Linked DNA regions of Mus musculus: region 1 is linked to region 2. The links are chromatin contacts, called in public HiChIP or PLAC-seq maps. All regions are on one chromosome and are shown on one strand. Each heading gives the region's core, a stretch centred on a gene start, on an enhancer-like site or on the middle of the called end of the contact. The rest is flanking DNA. Distances are from core to core; before and after follow the strand shown.

The links. HiChIP or PLAC-seq counts read pairs in DNA pulled down with a chosen protein or histone mark.
Region 1: a contact with region 2 is called in an HNF4G HiChIP or PLAC-seq map of pancreatic cancer cells. The contact joins two enhancer-like sites. A contact is called at or near these places in 3 of 484 Hi-C or Micro-C datasets (embryonic fibroblasts, embryonic stem cells and nephron progenitors) and 4 of 115 datasets of contacts at active chromatin or transcription factors (the NIH/3T3 cell line, embryonic stem cells and pancreatic cancer cells).

Annotation. Positions count from the first base shown.
Region 1 is chr6:71,976,566-71,982,686 of GRCm38.p6, forward strand. It overlaps Polr1a (polymerase (RNA) I polypeptide A), which reads left to right. Exons shown (of 34, transcript NM_009088.3): 32 at 769-886; 33 at 1,379-1,543; 34 at 1,850-2,795. The coding sequence ends at 1,950. Among named protein-coding and RNA genes, the nearest start is that of Gm26628, 16 kb to the left of the region's middle. Within about 2 kb of position 3,821, at least 153 of the 459 cell types and tissues checked have an H3K27ac peak or open chromatin away from gene starts, as enhancers often do. A contact at or near this core is called in pancreatic cancer cells, where this site is marked.
Region 2 is chr6:72,184,457-72,190,822 of GRCm38.p6, forward strand. No RefSeq gene overlaps it. Among named protein-coding and RNA genes, the nearest start is that of Gm38832, 26 kb to the left of the region's middle. Within about 2 kb of position 1,630, at least 22 of the 459 cell types and tissues checked have an H3K27ac peak or open chromatin away from gene starts, as enhancers often do. A contact at or near this core is called in pancreatic cancer cells, where this site is marked.

The DNA of each region.
Region 1 (6,121 bases), core at 2,571-5,070, 210 kb before region 2:
GTCTGGTAATGGTAGCTGCAGCTCAGCCTTCCCTGCCCTGCGTGAAGCTGACGGAGACCCCCGGCTCCCATCCCACCGTTCTTCAGTCCTTTTCTCTGAGATGCTTTCACCCCAGGGCGTGAGAGTTTCTCCTACACTAAGGAGCTTGGCTGCTCTGGCCCCGTGTGCCCTCACGCACACTCCACTGACCAAGAGCTTGCCCAGGGGAGGGACAGAAGTGACCTGTACCTCCTGAGTATGTGGGTGTGGCTTGACTTACTCACTTGGGGGTTGTTTCAAGTGCTCAGTCAGACAGCCTATCTCTCTGTCTCCTATGAATTGTGACTTAGAATTATAGAGCCACCAAGAGCCCCTATGACTCATTTGGAGCCTCAGACCTCTAGAAAAGCCAAGTAAATTGTGGGATCCTGTGCACCCTGGAGAGGTGTTCGAGGGTCTCTGCTGAGGAACCTCTCTTCACCTCCCAAGCGTCCATCCCAGTGAACAGATTGCTGTTACAAGAATAATAATGAACAAAAAACTGTTTCTTGATTAATTTCAAGTGTGTCCTACGTTGTCTCGTTATACTGGTCACAAAAGCAAGACAGTGTAGGACCCTGGCTGGTGTGCAGCAACTGTCCTCGCTCATCCTTGCTGTCTCCACACACTTGGCACCAGCTGGCCCCAGCCACTGGGCACAAGGCGAGGAGAGAATACTGGGGACATGCACACAGGACAAAGCTGGCAATGGGACACTTACTTAAGTCCGTCCCTTCTTCCCTTGTCCAGATACTGGACCTGCGCCGCCTCTACTCCAATGACATCCACGCCATGGCCAATACTTATGGCATCGAGGCTGCGTTGCGGGTGATAGAGAAGGAGATTAAAGATGTGTTTGCTGTGTATGGTAAGCGGAGCATGACAGCATACCTGGCCTAGTCGGAGTACCTGCAGGCTAGGGCAAGTGAACTGAGGTGGTTAGCCCTTCATTTTGGTGGGAACAGAGGCATGGTTGCTGAGTCTACAGTCATTTGAGAGTCACCATGAGGGAGTGTGGAAGATGGTGGCTTTGACTCTTGAAGTAGCGTCCCTGTTACTGATGTCTTTGTAAAGTTCATGATGGATGGCTTTGGCCCTTCAAGGGTCTAGATCCCAGGTAGAAACAGGACACTTAGGCAGAGTCTCATTATCCTGTGTTGCTTGCTACATGGACATGATGAGCAAGATGAAGGGATCAGGGCAGTCCCTGGGCCAGGTGTAGGGCTTTCACGGCTGGATGAGGAGGTGGGGGAGCTGAGAGAGATCCAGGGTCTCACTGTAGCCTGCCTGTGTCAGAGGATGCTCCCTCAAGTTTGCCTTGTCTCTGTTTAACCTTCCTAATGTTCTGCCCCTGTGACAGGCATTGCAGTTGATCCTCGCCATCTCTCCCTGGTGGCTGATTACATGTGTTTTGAGGGGGTTTATAAGCCACTCAATCGCTTTGGGATCCAGTCAAGCTCCTCCCCTTTGCAGCAGATGACATTTGAAACCAGCTTCCAGTTTCTGAAACAGGCCACCATGATGGGTGAGTGTGGGCAGTGACTTGGGCCTTCCCTGGGCAGATGGGCTTGTCTCACCCCTTGCATGCAGTGAGATCTTGGAATCAGAAGTGGAGAGGCAGCCGACAGTAAATGTCTGCATTCTGATGGAATAAAGAGAGAGCTCCTCTTCCAAACTTAAATACAGTGCCATAGCATGAGTCCACGGGGGTGGGGGGATGGGAGGGTGTTATCTCCGGCTAACAGGTACCACCACACAGCCTCAGCACTGAGCCCTCAGTCCCCCACACCTCCCCCAGACCCCTAACACAAGCTCTTTCTGTCTTACATAGGATCCCATGATGAACTCAAGTCACCTTCCGCCTGCCTCGTGGTGGGAAAGGTTGTCAAAGGCGGGACAGGCCTGTTTGAGCTCAAGCAGCCCCTAAGATAGCAGCATTGTCTGCCCAGCCTGGAGGACCTGGGGGTGGGCACAGCTGACAGTACAGAGTGACATAGCAAAGCAGTAGCCTTGGGGTCCGGAAAGCAGATGGCCTGAGCTGGGCCGGCTTCCCTCAGAAAAGGCTCCTCCTACCTAGCCTTTCTCATCTCGGGATCAGGAGCAAGGCTTCCCAAGCCCTCAGAGATGGCTGTTGCTCGACTTTTGCTCCCAGAGGCCCCAGCCAGGATCCTAACAAGACCCAGGACTACACAGTGGGAAGATCACCGTGAGCCACATTTGCTGTTGGGAATCCCAGGTGCCACCGTTGCTGTGCGTATGCTAGTGGCTAAGGAAACATTCCCAGGGGTTCCTGAAGATCCAGAAAGGGCATGAAACCTGCTCCATGTGCCTGTCCCTCCCTGCTGCAGCTACCAAAGGAGAGTCCTCAAAGAGGCTCCACTCAGGGCTGCTTTCCTGGGCCTGAGTCAATGGCACAAGGCCCCCGCCACACTGCCATTGCTGTATGGCTGCATACACCAGACCAGAACACTCCCACAGCCAAGACATCTCTCTGGGACCGCAGCAGCTCCCTACCCCACAGCCTAAAGTTTCCTACTGGGGCTATTCAGCAAGGCCACGTAGCTTGACCTTCCTGCCTCTACACTCAGCTGGATGTCAGAGCCCCTAGTCACCCCCAGGCCCTGTACTGTTGGGGTCTTTGAGCCATGCAGTCAGGTTCCCTGGCTGGACAGAAAAGACAGAGGCTTTATGAAGCCAGACCGTTTCTATTTTTGTCCACTGTTATTCCAGCGTGGGCTGAGTAATAAACATGGCTGGAACTGGCTGTTAGAAGATAATCAAGACTTAAGTTTTTAATCTTTCCCTTCATTTATGGTTTCTGCATCTGGTAATTAGTATTTTCTTGGCACAGATTTCAGGCTCCTCTTCCTACTTTTATCTGGCATTGTAAGGGCAGACTGTGCCCCCTGCCCCCAACTCCCAGTCTTCACCTCTGAATCCTACCCATGGCCAGAAGCACAGAACTGTGGAAGGCTGTGGGGAGAATTTGTGTTACCTTAGTCGGGTAAGAAGACTGCGGTGACTTCAGAAATGGGCTGGCCTAAAGGTTACCATGCCAGAAGAGATTCTGCAGTCTCCTTCAGGCTCATGATGGAACCTATCCTGTGTATACCCAAGAAAGCCAGCACCTCAAAACAGACTGCAGGACATGGCATAGAAGACTGTCACAGCCTCTAAGGGAAGCAGACAGAAGGGGTCCCAGAAAACCCTGCCCTGAGGACGCAGCCTGCAGGATAGATAGGGCATTCATTCTTTGGGTGAAAAGGCAGGGTGACTACTTACTCACTTTCTTCTTACACTAGAGTGGAGAGGGGATTCTTGTAGGAAATATCAAGGTAGTCTGGAAGCTGTGGCGTCCAGAGCCTAGGTGGGTGTGTGACTTCCTGCAGTCAATCTTACCTGGAACTGAAGAGCATAGAGCTAAAGGAGCAAACCCTGAATGTAAACATTAATGTGACCACACTTATGCCAGACCTCTGACCTGTACTGGAGCCTGGAGTGGTGGCATCCTTCCTCCACCCACCCACCCAGCTGTTTCACATTTAGCTTGGGTCTACTGTGCCTGTTTTGAAATAGCTTCAAAGAAAGAACATTTGCAGTCCTGAGAATATTCCCCAGCCTACTGCCGTAACATGACAGGGAGACCAACCTCAAAGGATTCTGAACAGAGAAACACCAAAGCAAGTGAGTAATCCTGTAAAAATAGCCCAGCAAAAAGGAAGTGAGCAGGCTCGAGATCAGAAACAATAAGTATGCTCTCTCCTACTTACCTCCCTGGGGTGGAGTCGTAAACCACCACCACCCCTTCAGCACTAAAGATTGAGCCCGGGGCTGCATGTGCGAGATGAGTGTTCTGCTCTACCCTCCCCAGCACCTGCGGAACATTTTAGAAAGCTGATTATAGAACCGCACTCCAGGATTGAGATAAGAGTGGCCTTGGGTACACCCCGGATATGAAATGAGCTTCAGAAAAGAGTATACAGCAAGAGTCAAACCACAAGCTTAGTTCACCCGCAGTACTGTGACTTAAAGCTAACTTCACTTGAGTGTGAGGTGATGTGGGAAGTAAGTCACTGGCCCTCAGTCCTCCAGTGAGCTCTAAATAGCTAATGTCTGCAGGGACTCTAGAGATTGCTCAAAGGAAGCTGCAGTGATCTAACACACATGAGGCCTGGCAGAAGATAGGTGCCAGGAAGCTCCTGAGTCAGCACATTATGGAAGCTGCCTGTGCACCTTTCAGAGTTCCTCCCAGGAGGATAGCAACAGGACCAAAGGGAGGGGATGCTTGGCCAGCCAGTAGAAGTTTCCATCAAAACAGTGATGCTTTGACTTGGAGACATGCGCCTGTAGTTCCAGCACTTGGGAGGCTGAGGCAGGAGGACCTCAAGTTTAACAACCTCCTGGTCTCCATAATGAAATCAAGACCATCTTGACAAAGAAAGAACCCAGGGCTGGGGGTCCAGCTCTGGGAGAGTCTCTTTCCAAGGGCCTGGGCCCAGCCCCAGTACAGCAAATTAAAAAGACCCAGATGTCCAGAGACACTCATCCTTCTGGTTCTCCAGGTGCCTCTGTCCTGTGAGTGCCAGGGAGGCTGAGTGCAGGTCTGAGGTGTCACTGAAGGCTCTGCGGTGTTCTGTATGAATCAGTGGTATTTGCTGCCACTTCCCTGTACCCAAATCTCACACAAAGTGCCCACTCCCAGTTTCCTCCCATCCTGCATCCATCCCACTCCAATCTCCACTTGTGCGAACCATACAGACCCTATTCTCATGGAGCTAGCAATGCAGCATTCCAAACATCTCACCAGGCAATTCTGCCTTATTTCTAGCCAAAGGTTATGGTACCCAGAGGGCATGTGAACACACACCATATACTTATCCAGGTAGGACCAAACTGCTGGTTTCATGGGGAGGAAAGAGAATAGCTGAGTGCATGCTCAGAGGCCAGAAGAGGAAGCTGGGAAAAAATCATGACTCAGTCACTGCTTCCCCACCGCAGTTTGCGCTCCTCCACACCTCCCACTTCCTGGCTTCATCGTGAACATACAGATGCCTCATCCTGGCCCAGCCACATGTGCCTCTATATTTCTAGCAAGTTTGAGTATCTATATGAGGAAGACCTGCTGGCCCTGCCTGGTGCTGCTTTCTAGATCAGCTGTCCACTGTGCTGTTGTCACAGGAGCCTCAGCCAGTTTGGGGCTGAGGTATATATGTGAGGGTCTCAGACACCACTGGTCTCACTGGGTTACACTGAACGGCCCTTACTCAGGACTCTGTTTGTTTCACAAGGTGGATGGGTATGATGTACCTATTTGTGTGTTGGTACATGCACACTTGTGTGTGGAGGCCAGACGTCAATGCTGAGGGTCAATGCTCAGTTACTTTCCATCTAGATTCTGAGACAGTGTCTCCCTGAGCCCAGCGTTCAACATTGGTTACTTTTACATGAATGCTTGATAACTTGGGTCCATATGTTTGCTGTGACTTTAATGGCTGAGCCATCTCCCCAGCCCCTGACATTACAGTGAGTAGAGCCAGCCAATCCTCAAGGACAGCAGGCAAGACAGCTGGCGCTGAGGACAGAATCAAGTTCTCTCATCTCACAAATGTAACACTGAGGGAGTTGCTTGGCCCTTCTGTATTTTATGTATAAAATGGTAATTAGTAAGTGTTCCTAAAGTCTACTTTAGCCATATCAGCACAACTATAGGTGCTCACCTATATTACCTGTACACTGAGTGGTCCTCCACTAGGGGCATATTGTACTCCTTCCCATGCACACTTGGAACTTTTGTCAATGTCTAAAGATATTTTTGTCACAACTGTAAAGAGATGCTACTGGCATCTGGAGGGTACAAGTCCAATGCTGCTGTAATTAAAGTATAGTCTTAACAACAAAGGATCATCTGGATGCAAATGTACAAGACTGAAAACCTTACCACACAATCACCCATGGGGTGGATATTGTAGGCTTTGATTTCTCAAAACCTACTTTTAATAAGGGTTTGTAAACACTTTAACCTCCCTTCTAGGCCACCACCCACCAGAGGTAGTGGAAAGGAAAGGTTAATAGGGCAAAGGAGGATATGGACCTGCTTAGAAAT
Region 2 (6,366 bases), core at 380-2,879:
GATAAGGCACTTGACACACAAACCTGATGACCTGAGTTCAATGTCCAGAACCCAGGAAAAGGTAGAGGGGATAACCAGCTCCAGAGACCACCTTACAGAGGAGACTGGGGCGGTGATGATGAGGGACCATAATTTGACCAAGACCACACCTCTGTACATAACTCACACCCTTCAGGACCCTGAAGATAAAACTGGGAAGGGTGTGGGTACCACTGCCTCTCTTTGTTCCTCTTCCCAGTATGGCTACACTGAATGCATATCTTGTCTCTGCTTCTCCCTGTTACATGTCTGATTAATGAGTCTGTTAAAGGCAGGTGGCCAAGCCTGGCTTTTGAGGAGATGTCTGGCCCACGCTTTGAATCTAACAACAGAATGTCGCTCTCCTTATCCAGACTCATGTGTCTTCAAAAGGAGGCAAGCAGTGGATCCTTGTCAGAGCAGTGTGTACTGGCTTCAGCTTCAGGGCAGAGATCGCTCGGTCCAGGAACCAACACTGACCCACAACATACGCTATAACCCAGCCAAGGGTGGCAACTTTCTTGGAGATGGCCACATGGCTGTGGCCCTCACATAGTCCTTCCCCTGGGCACCCTGACTTTCTTGATTTTATTTCCCAGAACCTTGAGGGGATTGGGAAAGGAGGAGGCTCCAGAGCAGTTTTGAGGGACACATTCAGTAGCCACAGGCAACAGGTGGGGGTGGGGTGGAGCAGCAAGAGCAGGAGTGGGCACGGGCCAAGGCCCGGGCTGTCAGTCACCACAGGAAACAGCCTCCTGAGCTTACAGTGGGCCCTGTGAAGACTGAAACAGGCCTCCTCTCCTCTCCTCATTCCCTGTACCACAGCCTGGGCAAAGAGACCATACATTCCCATCTTCCAAAGCTAGTAAGAAAGGCCTTTCTGCCAGCCCAGTACAGTGGAGTCCATTTGGATTCTATTTTAATTTCTTTCTTTCTTTCTTTCTTTCTTTCTTTCTTTCTTTCTTTCTTTCTTTCTTTCTTTCTTTCTTTCTTTCTTTCTTTCTTTTTTGAGCCAGGGTCTGGCTAAGAATCTCTGGCTAGCCTGGAACTTGGCTATATATACCAGACTGATAATTTCAGACTCACAGAGATATACCTGCCTCTGCCTCCAAAGTGCTGGGATTAAAGGTGTGCACCACGGTACCTAGTGATTTTAATGAAATCACTATTTCTAGAAGTTGTGAGTCCTGCTATATTCTCACAAGCTGATTCACACACACACACACACACACACACACACACGAGTCTCATGTATCCCACCCTAAGAAGCAAGCCAAGGATGACCTGAGTACTCTAATCCTCCAGCCTCTGCTTTCTGAGTATACTGGGGTTACTGGTGCACATGTTCACACCCCACTCATGCACTGCTGGGATGGAATCCAGGGGCTCTCCATAGGCAGGCAATCTATTAACTGAGTCACACCTCCAGCCACTCACAAGATGACTCTATGTGGAGTTATGAGGAGCATTCCTGTCGGTATCCCTCCAGGGTTCAGGCGAGCTGGAGGGTCCCCACTGGTGAAGGCTGAGCAGGTGGGAAAGCCCACCATAAGATCACCTCCACCTGTACTGTGTGACAGTACTTCCCATTCTGGCCAGCAGAGGGCGGTGCCGCACCATGAAGACGTTCCCTCTCTGAGGCCACCAATTTCAAGGATTGTTAATGGAATAAGGTGTGCTGTCTGGCAGCTCTCCCCTGCTTCCAGTAGAACAATCAGATTCTTGGGTCACCAATGTGTGAACACCAGGTTCTAAGCACCTCCGGACTCCACCATAACAGGTTCACAGCACTGGGACCTTCTGGGAGCCTGGGAAGTCTTGTGGGTCTGAAGCCACTATGTGTTCACAAGGCATCACCAAATCTGTTAGGCATCAGGGGTGTCCTAGAGGGCACTCTAGGCTCAGAACAGCCTTTTTCTGGATATGGGTTGTTCTCCAGAATGTCAAAGCTACAGAATGGTTAGGGCAGAAGTGGGGGCCACCAAGCTACAAATTCTGTAGGTGCCAAATCAGGGCACACCAGCCTCCCCAACACTGATTCCTCCCTTTTCAGTGCTTAGAAAGAACTCTGGGTCAGCCATTCCCTCAAGCTCAGCCACACGGCCTTAGGTGGTACCCCAACTGTGGCTCCCACAGAAAAATCCTGTGGCTCCCCAGGGGTATTTAGGACTCAAACACCCCATGCATGCCTTTCAGTCCTGAGGAATTCAATTATATGGGAAAACTTAGGTACAAAGAGTGGAAGCGATTTGCCCAAGACCTCAACGAACCACAATGCCAGAAGTTACAGCCAATAACTGGATTCCAACAGGCCTCTTGGCTGTGAGTTTCTGGGGTTCGAATCACCGGGGAAAGCAGAGGCAACTCCTGCCGTCTAGAAGTCTGGGAGAGCCGCTGTGTGGTCACAGGCTGGGTATAGATCATGAGTGTAGTGCTGCCCTGGGCAGGAGCCCCTCTAATTCCAGCATGAGTGACTTACCAAAAAGACACTGAGATGCCCTGGGAGGTGTCAGCCCTTGCCTGTGACTAAACACAGCCTCTTGGCAGGTCCTCACTGTGGGGGACAATTAAGAGGGGAGAGAAAGAAAGGAGGGGCTATCAGAAGAGCCATCCACATCACTGACTGGACCGATTCCTGGGGCACAGGGTGAGTGATGCCCCCTGTGTCTCCCTGTCACTGTGCAAGCTGGCTTGGGTCCCTCTTCTGTTCTCCGGACTGGCATCCAGAGGGAGTATTGTGACCAGCCACCCAGACTTTCCATCAGAGGAAACCCATTTCTGTACATGACAGACACTGCTTTGTGTAAGAGACTGGGCCAGGGATGCAGGGATCCAGATGAGAAGCTAGAATGATGAGGATATAACCTCATCCTGGACCAGAGGGGTCAAGGTCAACAGGATGGGAGGGGAGGCCCAGGGAGGTGAGAGCCTTGGAGAGATGGGAGGAAGAGGAAGAAGAGGAGAAGGAGGAAGAGGAAGAAGAAGAAGAAGAGCAGGAGGAAGAGAAGGAGGAGGAGGAAGAGGGGAGGAGGAAGAGGAGGAGGAGGAAGAGGAGGAGGAGGAAGAGGAAGAGGAAGAAGAAGAGCAGGAGGAGGAAGAGGAGGAGGAGGAGGAGGAAGAAGAAGAGCAGGAGGAAGAGGAGGAGGAGGAAGAGGGGAGGAGGAGGAGGAGGTGGAGGAGGAAGAGGAGGAAGAGGAGGAGGAGGAGGAGGAGGAGGAGCCTCTTTGGAGAGGGTGGTGGGACAGGTACTTCCCAGCAGACCCAGCTGTGGACATTTCAGGGCACTTGACAGAGATGAAGCAGGCTCGGGTGTGGGAGCTATGTGCCAGATCAGCAGCTCTGACCACCGCCCCCTCTTCTTTAGTCTCATGGTGCCGCACATCTGGACTGTGAAGAAAGACTGCACGGGTACAATTGCTCAGTTGATGCCCCCCCCCCAGTTGGATGGTGTTGGGTGAGTCTTGGGGGTCCTGTTTTTCTATATTGCTGTTAACAGATTCTCTTGCTAGGCTGCTGTGAGGATTGATTAACTGATACTGGCTCTGAAGGGTCAGCTCCATATAATAATCACGCTGCCTTTTAGTGAGCACTTGATACAACCAGACTCCAGCTAGTTCCCTACCTAGTTCATCTGAAACCTTCACAGGAGACTCCCAAGTAGCTTACCATTAAAAAAAAAAAAACAAAAAAACAAAAAAAAAAACAAAAAACAAAACAAAAAAAAAAAAACAAAAAAAAAAAAACAAAAAAAAAAACATCTATTTATTCTTTGACAGTTTCACACACATATACAGTGTACCTTGATCATGCCCCTGCCCGATCCCTGCCTCCCATGTTCATGTCCTCTTAATTTTTCTGTTATCATCGTCATCGGCGGCGGCGTCATCATCATCATCATCGAACCCACCGAGTTCAAATAGAGCTGCTTGATGGGAAACTGACAGACCTACGGCTTGGTCTTGTGCTGGTAACCCCAACAGAAATGAAGTGAGTTCCCGGAATTCAGCAGTTCCCAGCTCCCCTCCCCATCCACAGACTCTCACAGTCTCCCTTCCTCTGCTAAGGTTCTCTGAGCCTTGGGGGAGGAGGTTGGTTTGCTGATCCTATTTAGGCCTGAGTTCTCCGTAATCACTTAGCATCAGCACTTTGACTAATTCTAAGTCTCTGTATTAATTGTTACTCGGGCCAGAAGCGTCTCTGACCAATGTGGTTCTAATCTATGGATACAAATATAAATGCCTTAACATTTTGTCCCAGTGTTACAGATGGGCAGGTAGAGGCCCTTGCCCACAGTCACAGAGAGAGGGGCAGGGTGGTGAGTGGTTTATTTCCTTCCCAGGTTCCAAGGACCCATTGGGAACCATCCTGGGCCATGCAGGTCTCTGGCTGATGGTCCTGAAGGTTTGGAACAGGATGTGTGGGGATCAGAGCTCATCAGCTCTGCTGGACCCTCCCCTCACCCACATCCAGAGTCCTGGTTCTCTTGTTAAAAGCTGGGGTGGGGGAAGGAGCCCTTACACACAGCGCAAATGTGTCCCTCGCTGCCTGGATTCTCCTGGAACCCGGGCTGCGCGCACAGACAGAAGTTGTGTACACAGGATTTTAGTATTTCCTCTCCGGCTCCAGCCCCAATTTGAGGGCCTGTAAAAGCTTGAACGGCGTCCAGTGCGGCGTGGTTTGCCTAAGCCAGGCTCCCGGCGCTGAGTCAAAGCCCACACAGGGACCAGGGCGCCTGGGGTGGGGTGGGGGGACCAAGCAAGGAGGGGCGGATGGCGGGAGGGAAGCTGCTGGGGGGATGGAAGCACGGAGAAAGGCGCCAGCTGTGGGGGTAAGGGGACGCGGGGCGGGGAGGGGACTCCAGAGCGCCCACACGCAAACGGCCCAGTCTGCCAGGAGCTGGCTGATCTAGCTCTAAGCAAACCTCAGGGGCTGGGGCGCACTCCTGGGGAGAGGCTGAGGCGTAATTCCGTGACCCCTTTCCTCCCCCAGAGCCAGGGAAGCTTTCCCGTGTTGGTTGGGACAGTATTGGAGGTTAGGGAGAGAAGGCTCCTTGTGGCCGGGAGGTAGGTACTGAAGACTCTTCAGGCCACTGACTTTTAAGCATCTCAACTCTCAGCGTGAAAACGCCTTGTCCTTGAGCTGTGTGAACCTTCACAGCTCCCTCACTCAGCGTTCTCTCCTCTGTAAAGCCCGAGGGTGTGTCTACTCCCATCTCTGCAGCTCTAGTTCCAGCATATGGATGTGTGAGGCAGGAGAGAGACACAGGAAAAAAAAAAAAAAAAGGACGGGTCTTCCTCACCCTGGGACCCAGTGTGCAATGCCTGCTGGCTGTGCCCAGAAACTGCAATCCTGTTGATCAAGCCGAAACTGTCAATTGAGGTTGGGCTTGTCTTCTTGAATCCATAGCAAACATGGGTGTTTAAAACACACATGGTGCACACTTTGGGTCGAGGGCTGTGGCCTTAAAGTTACCAGGATCAGCGTCTTCTCCTCTCTAAATCTAAACACGCCTCATAAAACCTTACCTTGCAAATTCATTCGTAATCTCTTAAGACACGTAAGTAAACTGTTCACTTTCTAAACTTAATTTTTTTTAATGGGTGGTGGTGGAGAATGTCAGCAGGGTGGAACAGTCTGAAGCTTCTGTACCCCAAGCTAGCTAGGCACTCTCTGTGTGATTGAGGGTGACCTTGAACTCCTGATCCTCCGTCTCCACCTCCCGAGTGTCGAGATTGGGGGGGGGGGGGGGAAGCATGTGTCACCACACCCAACTTAAACTTCACTTAAGTTTTAAACTTTGCTTAATCTTTAAGGCTTGTGGTAATTGCATCCTTTGAATGGCATAATTTAGAAAAACCGCAGGATCCTGCAAAGTGCCACTGTGCTGGTGCAGTAGTGTGACTTCCTCTAGAAAACCTGCCCTCAACGTCGGAGCTGTGGACACTCTTTTCCTAGTGGCCATTCATATTCTCCCCCCTCCCCCTGCCCCCCCCACTCTCCATCTCCTTCTCCCCTCCCCCTCTCCTCCTTCCTGCCTCCCCCTCCCTCATCAGTGCTTAATGTTTTACCTCTTAACTCTGCTTAATAAACTCACTAACTCTGATTCACTCTGACTTGTGTTGAAGTACTTTTCTGGGGTGCAGGCAGGGACACACCACCACCACTACCACCACCCCATCCCCAGCCCATCCCCCACCTGTCCTTAACTCTTCACAGATCCGGTCTGAGGGCAAGGAGTGCCTGCTGAAGGAAGACTTGGCACTTCTTTGCTCTGTGTGAAGGGGTCAGGGTGGGAGCTCTGCCTGCACCTATGTTGCTCACACTCCGGAGCACTGTAGCCTGTGCACC